Regions from separate parts of the Sus scrofa genome. Here region 1 is linked to region 2. A link is a contact called in public HiChIP or PLAC-seq data. All regions are on one chromosome and are shown on one strand. The core of a region is the stretch at or near the end of the contact, and the rest is flanking DNA. Distances in the headings are between cores, read along the strand shown.

Region 1 (5,293 bases), core at 2,231-4,730, 350 kb after region 2:
ATACTAGTTGGGTTCATTATTGCTGAGCCACAGTGGAAATTCTGTGATCATAGTGATTTTAATTGATTTATTTTACACTTGGCATGGGAGGTCTTTGTTGGTCCAGAAATCTTATCTGAAACAAATAGTATTTGTCCAGTTACTCAATACACTGTAGATATTTGGCCCAGAAGATATTTGAATGTGAAACCCTGTGCAAGGTAAGCACTAGGACGTAGCCATTAGAAGATAGGGGATGGTTTCTGTTCTTGTGGAACTTCAGACAACTTGATTTTGCTTTTGGAATTCTGAAACATCGTTGTTCACATATATTGACGTTATTTTTCACCTTCTTCAGAGCATTTGATTTCTCTTGGTCTTTTGCATGTACTTCACCATTTATTTATATGTTTGATATTTAGGGACAAGCTTTGGAGCCCAAACAGGATGCTTTCCAAGGCCAAGAAGCGGCAGTAATGATGGAGCAGAAGGCAGCATTGTATGGGCAGACATATCCAGCACAGGGGCCTCCAATGCAAGGAGGCTTTAATCTTCAGGGACAATCACCATCATTTAACTCTATGATGAATCAGATGAACCAGCAAGGCAGTTTTCCTCTCCAAGGAATGCACCCCAGAGCCAACATCATGAGACCCAGGACAAACACCCCCAAGCAGCTCAGAATGCAGCTTCAGCAAAGGCTGCAGGGCCAGCAGGTAACCAGTCACACGCTCTTGCTTTGGCCCAGAGCCGCTTTCCCTTTGGCCTCTTGCTCTTTAATTTGTTTTCAGACTGTGTTCCTCAGAGCTCTTGCCACTCCACTCGCTCCTCAACTAAAGAAATTATTTTTGTTTTTAATTCTGTGTAACCTTTTTCCCTTTTTTTTTTTCTGCTATGGATGGTTCCTTGCTTGGGAGTGGTTGTATTAGAATTGGATACCTTTCTCTAAGAATGTTTTTTTTTGGGGGGAAGCTACCATACAGCATATGGAGCTCCTGGGCCAGGGATCAGATCTGAGCTGCAGTTGTCGATACCTTAAACTGCTGTGCCAGGCTGGGGGTCGAACCTGCAACCCAGTGCTCCAGAGACACTGCTGATCCTGTTACACCACCGTGGGAACTCCTCTCTAAGACTATTTTAATTTTAAAATGCCAGAGAAGGATGTTCTCTGTGGTGCATCGGTTTAAGGATCCAGCATTATTGCTGCTGTGGCTTGGGTCCTTGCTGTGGTGCAGATTTGATCCCTGGCCTGGGGAAAACATGTCAGAGAGGATTGCTCTTGGGGGAGAAGAGTGTTTCTTGATGGCTTCATGGTCTTAGAGGTAGATAATGTCTGTTTTTTTAAAAAGTCCTTAATATTAGCCAGCTATTTAAACCTTACTGATTTGAGCACGCTTTCTTTAAGGAACCTCTGCTGCCTACATGTGTGATAAAACTTGAGCTCTCTTAATAATTTTTCCCATTGTTCTGTTGGCCCATAACAAATTTTAAAAATGTATTTATTTATATTGTTTGTATTGTGAGTGCGCTACATTCTTGAACTTGAGAGAGCTAGACCATATAAGCAGATGAGTGAATTTAGCATCCAGAGAGCTAGAGACTCTTCTAGTGTATGATATTCCTAAAAGCAGTTTAGGTACTCAGGAAAGATGTGTTCATGCGTTCATGGTATCATTTTGCTTTTTGCCATTTCTTCCCACTGCCGATTACCTAGGAAGAGGTAACAAAAAGTAGTTTTTCCAGTGTTACTTTGACCAAATTAAAGTTATTTCCCCAGTGGCCTAAATAATCCCAGAGAAAATCTGACTTTATGAATGCTTTGAGCTTCTGTTGAAGATACTCTTTCGGCTACGAAATTGCACTTTCCCTCTTCCTCCTAATGCGGAACATTAAAGCTTCACATACTAGCCAGGGGCTTCTCCGCACAAACGTCTTTGAAATGTGAAAGGGCACTGCTTCAGCTTAGATGGGACTTAACCAGGTTAATGGGTTTAGCGAGATACCGTGACCTCGCTGGCTGCTGCCGAGGACGTGCACAGGCTATTTGGGGCTCATTCCACTTGCATTCTAACCAGCTTGTCTCTCCCCAGTTTTTGAATCAGAACCGCCAAGCACTTGAGATGAAAATGGAAAGCCCCAGTGCTGGTGGGGCTGCGGTGATGAGGCCCATGATGCAGCCGCAGGTCAGCTCCCAGGTGAGAAAAGTCTGTCCGTGTTCATGGCTGGATGCCCTGCGCAGGGCTTGCCCACGATGGACAAATAGAGTACATGATTCCAAGTTTCCTCTGTAAGAAACCATCCTGTGGTCCCATCATTTTTCCTTTTCCTTCTTCTCTCCTGCTGGTGGCTAGAAAGAATCAGAGGAAGAGAGGTTCTTTTATTAAAAACTGGTTTGTGGTTTTAAAATTAATTTCCTTAGTGATCAATTGTTGTGGAAACAGCTACCACTTACTTTTTAGGAATTTAAAATAATAAATCTGTAAACTTTTCTCTGTCCCTGGATTGTGAAATCACATGCTGCTTATTGGTTAGACTTTAAAATTATAAGAAGTGTTAAGAAGAAAAGAAATAATTCATAATCCTGCTCTCAGTGACAAACCCCGAGATGACTGGTTTTCCATAGTGAGAGGGATGCTCTTAAATTTCTGTCCCTCTGGCCCAAGGTGGAGACCGAGTTAGGTGTTTCCTTCATCCGCACAGGGCAGATGACTTCCTGGAAACTCCTGGCTGTGGTTTGAAATATTGTTAGACAACAGCATCAGCAACAACTGTGAAATGCTGGGTTTTCACTGTCCTAGGCCTCCTTGGAAGTCTGATACCTTATGTTTTCTTGATAATCAGACATTCTGTATAAACTTGAGCTAAGATGCTTTCCAAAAAGATGATAAATGTTGGCTTTTTGGAGGTGATCTTTTGCGGCTGGCAGAGCCTAACGTTGATCATGTCACCTCCTTACCATCACCTCTGCTCTCAGGTTTAGAGACTACCAGCCCTTTTTGGGTGGATTCCTGCTTATCTGACTGTAATCCCTTGTTGTTTCTTCCCTAAACATACTCTCATTCCTGCCTTTTTTCTTCTTGTAGTTTTATTTCATAATTTCTGAAGTCAGTCCTCAGATTCTACTCCTAAATGTTCTCTCACTTTGAGGAATGTTTTCTATCAAGGTTAAAGCCTGACTTCTCATCTCCTTTCATCTTCTAGACCCCAGAAATGTCCAGGTCCCTGTTCTGCTCCCCCAACATGCACACCACACCCAGCCAGAAAGCCTTCACCACAATGAGAATTGTGTATTTCCTCTTTTGTAACTCTAAAGAAGGGCCTTGGGTGTTATTTTCTGTCTGATAGCTCATGTGTTGTGGGGTCCTGTATGTATGAGATTGGCCGGTTTGTGATTTACATGTGTAATCATGTTCTTTCTGGGTATCAGCAGGGTTTCCTTAACGCCCAGATGGTTGCCCAGCGCAGCAGAGAGTTGCTGAGTCATCACTTCCGGCAGCAGAGGGTGGCGATGATGATGCAACAGCAGCAGCAGCAGCAGCAGCAGACGCAGGCCTTCAGTCCACCCCCTAACGTGACTGCCTCCCCCAGCATGGACGGGGTCTTGGCCGGGCCTTCAATGCCCCAAGCTCCGCCCCAGCAGTTTCCGTATCCTCCAAATTACGGTAAACTTGACAGTGACAATGGCTTCCCCAAAGTAAGATTAGATTCACCAAATCTGTTGTATATTAAAAACAAATACTGTAGGAGTTCTCATTGTGGCACAGCAGAAACGAATCCGACTAGTATTGGTGAGGATTCGGGTTCGATCCCTGGCCTCGCTCGGTGGGTTGGGGATCTGGTGTTGCCGTGAGCTGTGGTGTAGGTCACAGATGCAGCTCGGATACCCTTTTGCTGTGGCGTAGGCCGGCAGCTGTAGCTCTAGGATTCGACCTCTAGCCTGGGAACCTCCATATGCCATGAGTGCAGCCCTCAAAAGAAATAAAATACTGTTTACTCTCTCTTGTTACTGCACAAGAGAAGCAAAATTAATTAAAAACATCAAACAAAAATGTGTACTGGAGAGCACAGGTGATTGTAATCAAGGCAGATGATCTGTCGTAGTTGAGGTTTTTTTCCCCCCAGGTCTTATTTTTTCAGTTCCCCACATCTTAATTTGGAAGACAGATTCAGCAGGTCTGTCCATCCCCCTCCTGCCGCCCAGTGTGTCCAGTCTAGTAGACTCCGGTAGAGTGAAGAGTAGCGTGATCTGGTGTACCTTTTATTCAGAAAACTCACCGAAGTAACTGCCCTTGGAGGCGGCATCCAGACAGTGTGCTTCTCCATAGTGAGTCTGTTGCTCTAGTTGTCACCTTGGTGAGAAGCTAGAATTACAGCCAGGCAGCATCATTTTAGCACCTTTTTAGCACCACCTTCCATCTTTAAAAAAAAAACCCTAAAGTTACCTTAGAAAGCCGATATTCCAAGGAGGTAGCATTCGAGCATTATGACTTCTTTTTCTTCTTTCTTTTTTCAAGGGATGGGACAACAACCAGATCCAGCCTTTGGTCGAGTGTCTAGCCCTTCCAATGCGATGATGTCATCAAGAATGGGTCCCTCCCAGAACCCCATGATGCAGCACCCTCAGACCGCACCCATGTACCAGTCCTCGGACATGAAGGGCTGGCCGTCAGGAACCCTGGCCAGGAACAGGTGAAGAGCAGGGACCCTAAAAGTCATTCACATACTCGTGCCGAAAGTTCAGGGAGTTCTTGCATTTTTCAGCTAAGCCTGTTAGGGTGGAGAGAGCAGGTGTTATCTGGCTCCCCCGTTTTGAGAAGGCTTCCGACTGCTGCACACATCCGCAGGGACACCGGTCCTCATGGCTGTGACTGATGGAAGGCAGGCTGTCAGTCTGCTCACCTGTGGTGGTCTCTGCTCCAGTACAGCAGCACTGACAAGGTTGTGGCCATCTCTGCATGTGTGTTCTGTGTTATGACAGTGGCCCAGGAGCTAATCTCCCTCTTTCTTTACAGCTCCTTTCCACAGCAGCAGTTTGCCCCCCAGGGGAACCCTGCAGCGTACAGTATGGTGCACATGAATGGCAGCAGTGGTCCCATGGGCAGATGAACATGAACTCCGTGCCCATGACCGGCATGCCCATGGGTCCTGATCAGGTATGAGGAGGGGCGGGGGTGTCTGTTCTTTCCCTTCCTAAAACCTTTTCCTGTTTTCTGAGAAAACCGAAGCCTCCCCTGTGATCTTAAAGTCCTCGATGGATTTTTAATTTGGATATATAACTTGAAAAATATATAATCGGAGTTCTCGTCATGGCTCA
Region 2 (5,225 bases), core at 2,200-4,699:
ACTGTTTTATATACAAAGCACAGATACATACGCGGTGCGTAACACGACATGCAAGACTTGAAATTGTATGAGGGTCCACTCTTAGGTACGACCCCAAAGAACTTAAAACCTGTACTCAAACAAATCCTCACCACAGCACTATTCATAAGAGCCCAAACGTCCGTCACCAAACAGACAAACCATGGCACAAAGGAACGCCATTCTGAGGCCTGCTGCCATGCGGGTGACTTTGAAAATGTCACACTCAGTGAAAGGAGCCAGGAAAAAAGGTCATGTTTTGTAGAATTTCACTGAAATTAAATGTCCAGATGAGCACATCCGTACAAACAGAATGCAGACTGATGGCTGCCAGGGGCAGAGGGGTAGAATAAAGGGATGCGGGGGTGGCAGGGATGGGGAGTGGCGGCTTGATGGGTACCAAATTTTATTATGGGGTGATGGAAACATTTTGGAACTAGATCACAGTGGTGGCTGCACAACATTGTTCACTTTGAAATGACTAATCTTCTGTTACGGGGCGCTCACCTCCATTTAAAAAAACGGACTAGTATCCATGAGGACACGGGTATAATCCTGGCCTTGTTCAGTGGGTTAAGGATCTGGCGTTGTGGTGGCTGTGGGGTCGGTTGGCAGTTGCAGCTCCAATGGGACCCCCAGCCTGGGAACCTCCATAGGCCGCAGGTGCGGCCCTAAAAAGATGCACAGGACAATCAGGAAGAAACTGCCTAAAAGGGCTCCTCAGGGGTGATAATGAGAAAAAGGTTGGGAACCACTGCCCTTCGCCATCACTTTTCACGGAGACCCTGTGAGGGCTCCCACGGGGCGCCATACCACCCTCTCCCGGGGCGCCGCCACCCGGCAGCCGCAGGGCACCTTCAACAGGGAAGGAACACGTCGCTCCTCCATCCAAGACCATGCAGGGTGCCCGCTCCCCCAGAACAAAGCCCAAAGGCACTTCCAACCTTCCTGGCCTCGTTCTGAATCGCCAGCCTAGGAGCCCCTTGGGCTTGGCCCCTCCAAGATCGAACCTGGGCCCACCTCAAGCTTTACACTTGGGATCTCCAAGGACCCCCCGACACACTCCCACCCAGATCACACGGCTGGCAGTCCTCGCTGTTCCGGGGCAGCTCAAACACCACCTCCCGGGAGCCCTCCCCTGCTGGCCCCATGTAAGGTGGCCCCGGGGCCCTTGCGTTTACTGCCTCTTTTTGGCCATGAGAACGGGGGCTCCAGGACAGCAGGCTCCCCGCCGGCCTGTGCGGTGCTCAGGCACCCAAGACGCTGACAGCACGAGCGGGCACGGAGGTGACTGAGGAGTGAGGTCTCCACTTCGCTTTTGGCTACTGTGGTCGCGAAAAGCAATGAAGACGACACTAAGGACAACCAAAGAAAAACCTCTTCATCCAAAGAAGCCACTTGAAACCATCTGCTCGATATGCAGCAGCTACGGAAACCAAGGCGGCTGGGGTGACGGAGCATCCACAGAAGAGAGGAGAAGCAGCGCTGCCCAGAAAAGTACCCGCGGGTCAGACGCATGCCTGACGAGAACCCTGGGCTCGTCGTAAATAAGTAGTAATGCAGGTCAGGAAGATGGACACAGACAGCTGTCCGCGCTCCATCCTCTCCACCTGCGTGGTACACCTGCTTCAAAATAACACCTAGGAGTTCCGGTCGTGGTACAGTGGTTAACGAATCCAACTAGGAACCATGAGGTTGCGGGTTCGATCCCTGGCCTTGCTCGGTGGGTTAAGGATCCGACGTTGCCGTGAGCTGTGGTGTAGGTTGCACATGCAGCTCGGATCCTGCGTTGCTGTGGCGCTGGTGTAGGTCAGCAGCTACAGCTCCAATTCAACCCCCAGCCCGGGAACCTCCATATGCCATGGGAGCGGTCCAAAAAAATGGCAAAAAGACAAAAAAAATAACAATAATAACACCTAGCAAGGGTTCAGAGGGAAAGAGGAACACTCATGGGCACTCGGAAAACTATTTAGGAGAGCAATAGGTGATAATGATATTACCCAAAATTAAAGTGTATAGGGAGCTCGGGTTGTGGCTCAGTGGTAATGAATCCCACTAGTATCCATGAGGTTGAGAGTTCGATCCCTGGCCTGGCTCAGTGGGTTAAGGATCCAGTGTTGCCATGAGCTGTGGTGCAGGTTGCAGATGCAGCTCAGATCTGGCATGGCTGTGGTGCAGCAAAAAGTTCCATATAATCCCATTCCACCACCACCAAAAAACAAACTCTTATTACTGGCACCATCATTGTGATTATATACATGAAAACATCTAAACAGGCGTTCCCTGGGGGCCTAGTGGGTTAAGGATCTGGTGTTGTCACTGCTGTGTGTGGTTCTGGTCACTGCTGTGGCATGGATCTGAGTCCTGGCTCAGGAACTTCCACATGCCGTGGGCATGGCCAAAAAAAAAAATTAATTAAAAATTAAAAAAAAAAATCTAAAAGAACACAGAATTCGTTTGGGGGGGGCGAGGGACTACACTCACGGCACATGGAGATTCCCAGGCTAGGATCGAATCAGAGCTGCAGCCACAGGCCTACACCACAGCCCTACACCACAGCCACAGCAACGTGGGATCGGAGCCGCATCTGTGACCTACACTACAGCTCAAGGCCAACGCCACATCCTTAACCCACTGATAGAGGCCAGTGATCGAACTGCGTCCTCATGGATACTAGTCTTTCATTTCCACTGAGCCACAACAGGAACTCCAGGAACACTCAATTCTTAGCAGTTATCATCTCTTTGAGTTGGAATTATGGCTTATTTATTCTATATTAAAATTTGAAAGGAATTTTTTATTTTCAGGGGAAAGTGATGCTAAATTAAAGGTACATATTGAGGAGCTCCAGGCAGAAAGTTAAGCAATGAGTTTTATCACGGCTGAAATTCAAAAGCATGTATATTAAAGCAGTGGTTCTCAATAAGGACTAGAGGGGTGACCATGTCCCCCACCCAGGACACGTGGCAATAACCAGAGATGTTTTCAGCTGTGATAATTGTGGGCAGGGGGGTGGCTCCCTGCACTGAGTGAATGGAGGCCACCGATGCTGCTGAACACCCTACTGGGCACAGGACAATCTCCCCAACAGAGAATCATCATCCGGCCCAAAACATCACTAGTGCTGAGGTTGGGAAACCCTGTTTTAAATCACTCTAGACACTTTCAAAAGCAAAAAGACATTGGGAAATGCTCGTTCCAATTACGCTTTGAAAGGGATGCCAATCCTATTATAAAGCCATAAATCTTGCCCAAAGGAAGAACTAATTGCCTTTGAAGTCACAAATAATTTAATCAGATTTTAGACTTTGATGTACAATTCACGAGTGTGGGCTCAAACACGTCATCTATTATCTACACGTACAGAATCCCAGCCTGTGCTAAGTGCCCTTCTGACTACATGAAACATGAGTCATAGAATCAAATTGGAAAAAAATGCCCCCTCCCTCCCACACACCCCAGCACTCTGAGCGGGGGAGCGGTGGTGGAGTTAATGATTCATGCTAGTTCCTCTACTTACACAACCGTGGAAGCAACTTATATGTTCAAAGGGCTGGCAGCATCTTGCACAAGTCTTGGTGGCATGCACAGATGAGCTACACAGAATAGCACGGGATTCATTAAAAAAGTTAAATAAAATAAAAACTTAAAAGAAAAAAAGAGTTCCTCTAGTTCCCATCATGGCACAACAGAAATGAATTTGAGGAGTTCCATTGTGGCTCAGTGGTTAACGAATCGACTAGGAACCATGAGGTTGCGGGTTCAATCCCTGGCCTTGCTCAGTGGGTTAAGGATCCGGCGTTGCCGTGAGCTGTGGTGTAGGTTGCAGACGCGGCTCAGATCCCGTGTTGCTGTGGCTGTGGTGTAGACTGGCAGCTACAGCTCTGATTCAACCCCTAGCCTGGCAACTTCCATATGCCGCAGGAGCGGCCCAAGAAATGGCAAAAGACAAAAAAAAAAGAAAGAAAGAAACGAATTCAACTAGGAACTCTGAGGGTGTAGCTTCAATCCTTGGCCTTGCTCAGTGGGTTAAGGATCTGGTATTGCCGTGAGCTGTGGGAAGGTCACAGATGTGGCTGTGGTGTAGGCCGGCAGTTGTAGCTCCAATTTGACCCCTAGCCTGGGAACCTCCATATTCTGCAGGTGTGGCCCTAAAAAGCAAAAGCAAAACAAAAAAAAAAAAAAAAAAAAACCAGTTCCTGCTATAGCACATCCGGCCTTATCTCAGTGGCAGCACTGATTCAATCCCCAGCACAGCGCAGTGGGTTGGGGGTGTGGCAGTGCTGCATCTGTGGTTTAGGTCACAGCTATGGCTTGGATTCAGTCCTTGGCCGGGAACTTCCACATGCCCTGGGTGTGGCCATAAAGAAATAAAACAGAAGAGTGCAGGGTTGCTGGATGGGACAGGACAGGACAGAAATGCTGCTCCCAATGGTTACGTACAAACATAGAAACGTATTCAGGGAGTTCCCGTCAAGGCACAGCAGAAATGAATCTGACTAGTGTCCCTAAGGACGCAGGTTCCATCCCCAGCCTCGCTCAGTGGATTAAGGATCCTTCATTGCCATGAGCTGTGGTGTAGGTCACAGACGAGGATCAGATCCTGAGTTGCTATGGCTGTGGCCTCGGCCGGCAGCTTACAGCTCTGATTTGACCCTAGCCTGGGAACCTCCATATGCCACAGGTGTCCCCCCCCCAAAAAAAGCAAAAGACAGAGACAAAAAGGAAAACAAAAAATGTATTCAGAACATAAGGTTAAGTTAAAAAAGAAAACCCTGGAGTTCTCTTGTGCTGGCATTGTCACTGCATCATTTAGAGTCACTGCTATGCCTCAGGTTCAATTTCTAGCCTGAGAATTTCCATCACAGCAGGTGCAGCCAAAAAATTTTTTAAAAAGTAAAAAGAAAACCCTTAACCGTCTACGCCAAACAGGTGACCAATGAACCAAGTGGTTGACAGATGCAGGGGATGCAGTCAATAGTTATTTTTTTTTAATTTGAGCCAATGTGTAAAACAACAAGAAATCTGGCAACCCTGAGCCCACACTTCCACTCGGCTGGAACCAGCAGGAAGAAACGGCCCCTAGTGTATAGGTAAAAGGTCACGAGGAGGAGTGGATTTCTGCTTTAGTTCACCCCAATCCTATCCCTTCCAAACCTCGCTCAGTTCTGGAACCGCCTGATCCCCTTTTAACTTGGCAGCATGAT

The links. HiChIP or PLAC-seq counts read pairs in DNA pulled down with a chosen protein or histone mark.
Region 1: an H3K27ac HiChIP or PLAC-seq map of alveolar macrophages shows a contact between it and region 2. The contact joins two enhancer-like sites. A contact is called at or near these places in 1 of 47 Hi-C or Micro-C datasets (skeletal muscle) and 1 of 2 datasets of contacts at active chromatin or transcription factors (alveolar macrophages).

What each region holds. Positions count from the first base shown.
Region 1 is chr17:49,653,766-49,659,058 of Sscrofa11.1, forward strand. It overlaps NCOA3 (nuclear receptor coactivator 3), which reads left to right. Exons shown (of 25, transcript NM_001114276.1): 19 at 402-695; 20 at 2,070-2,174; 21 at 3,410-3,641; 22 at 4,494-4,668; 23 at 4,992-5,076; 24 at 5,079-5,132. Among named protein-coding and RNA genes, the nearest start is that of NCOA3, 130 kb to the left of the region's middle. Within about 2 kb of position 3,481, at least 2 of the 83 cell types and tissues checked have an H3K27ac peak or open chromatin away from gene starts, as enhancers often do. A contact at or near this core is called in alveolar macrophages, where this site is marked.
Region 2 is chr17:49,302,667-49,307,891 of Sscrofa11.1, forward strand. The region is part of intron 13 of ZMYND8 (protein kinase C-binding protein 1); the gene reads right to left. Among named protein-coding and RNA genes, the nearest start is that of ZMYND8, 85 kb to the right of the region's middle. Within about 2 kb of position 3,450, at least 21 of the 83 cell types and tissues checked have an H3K27ac peak or open chromatin away from gene starts, as enhancers often do. A contact at or near this core is called in alveolar macrophages, where this site is marked.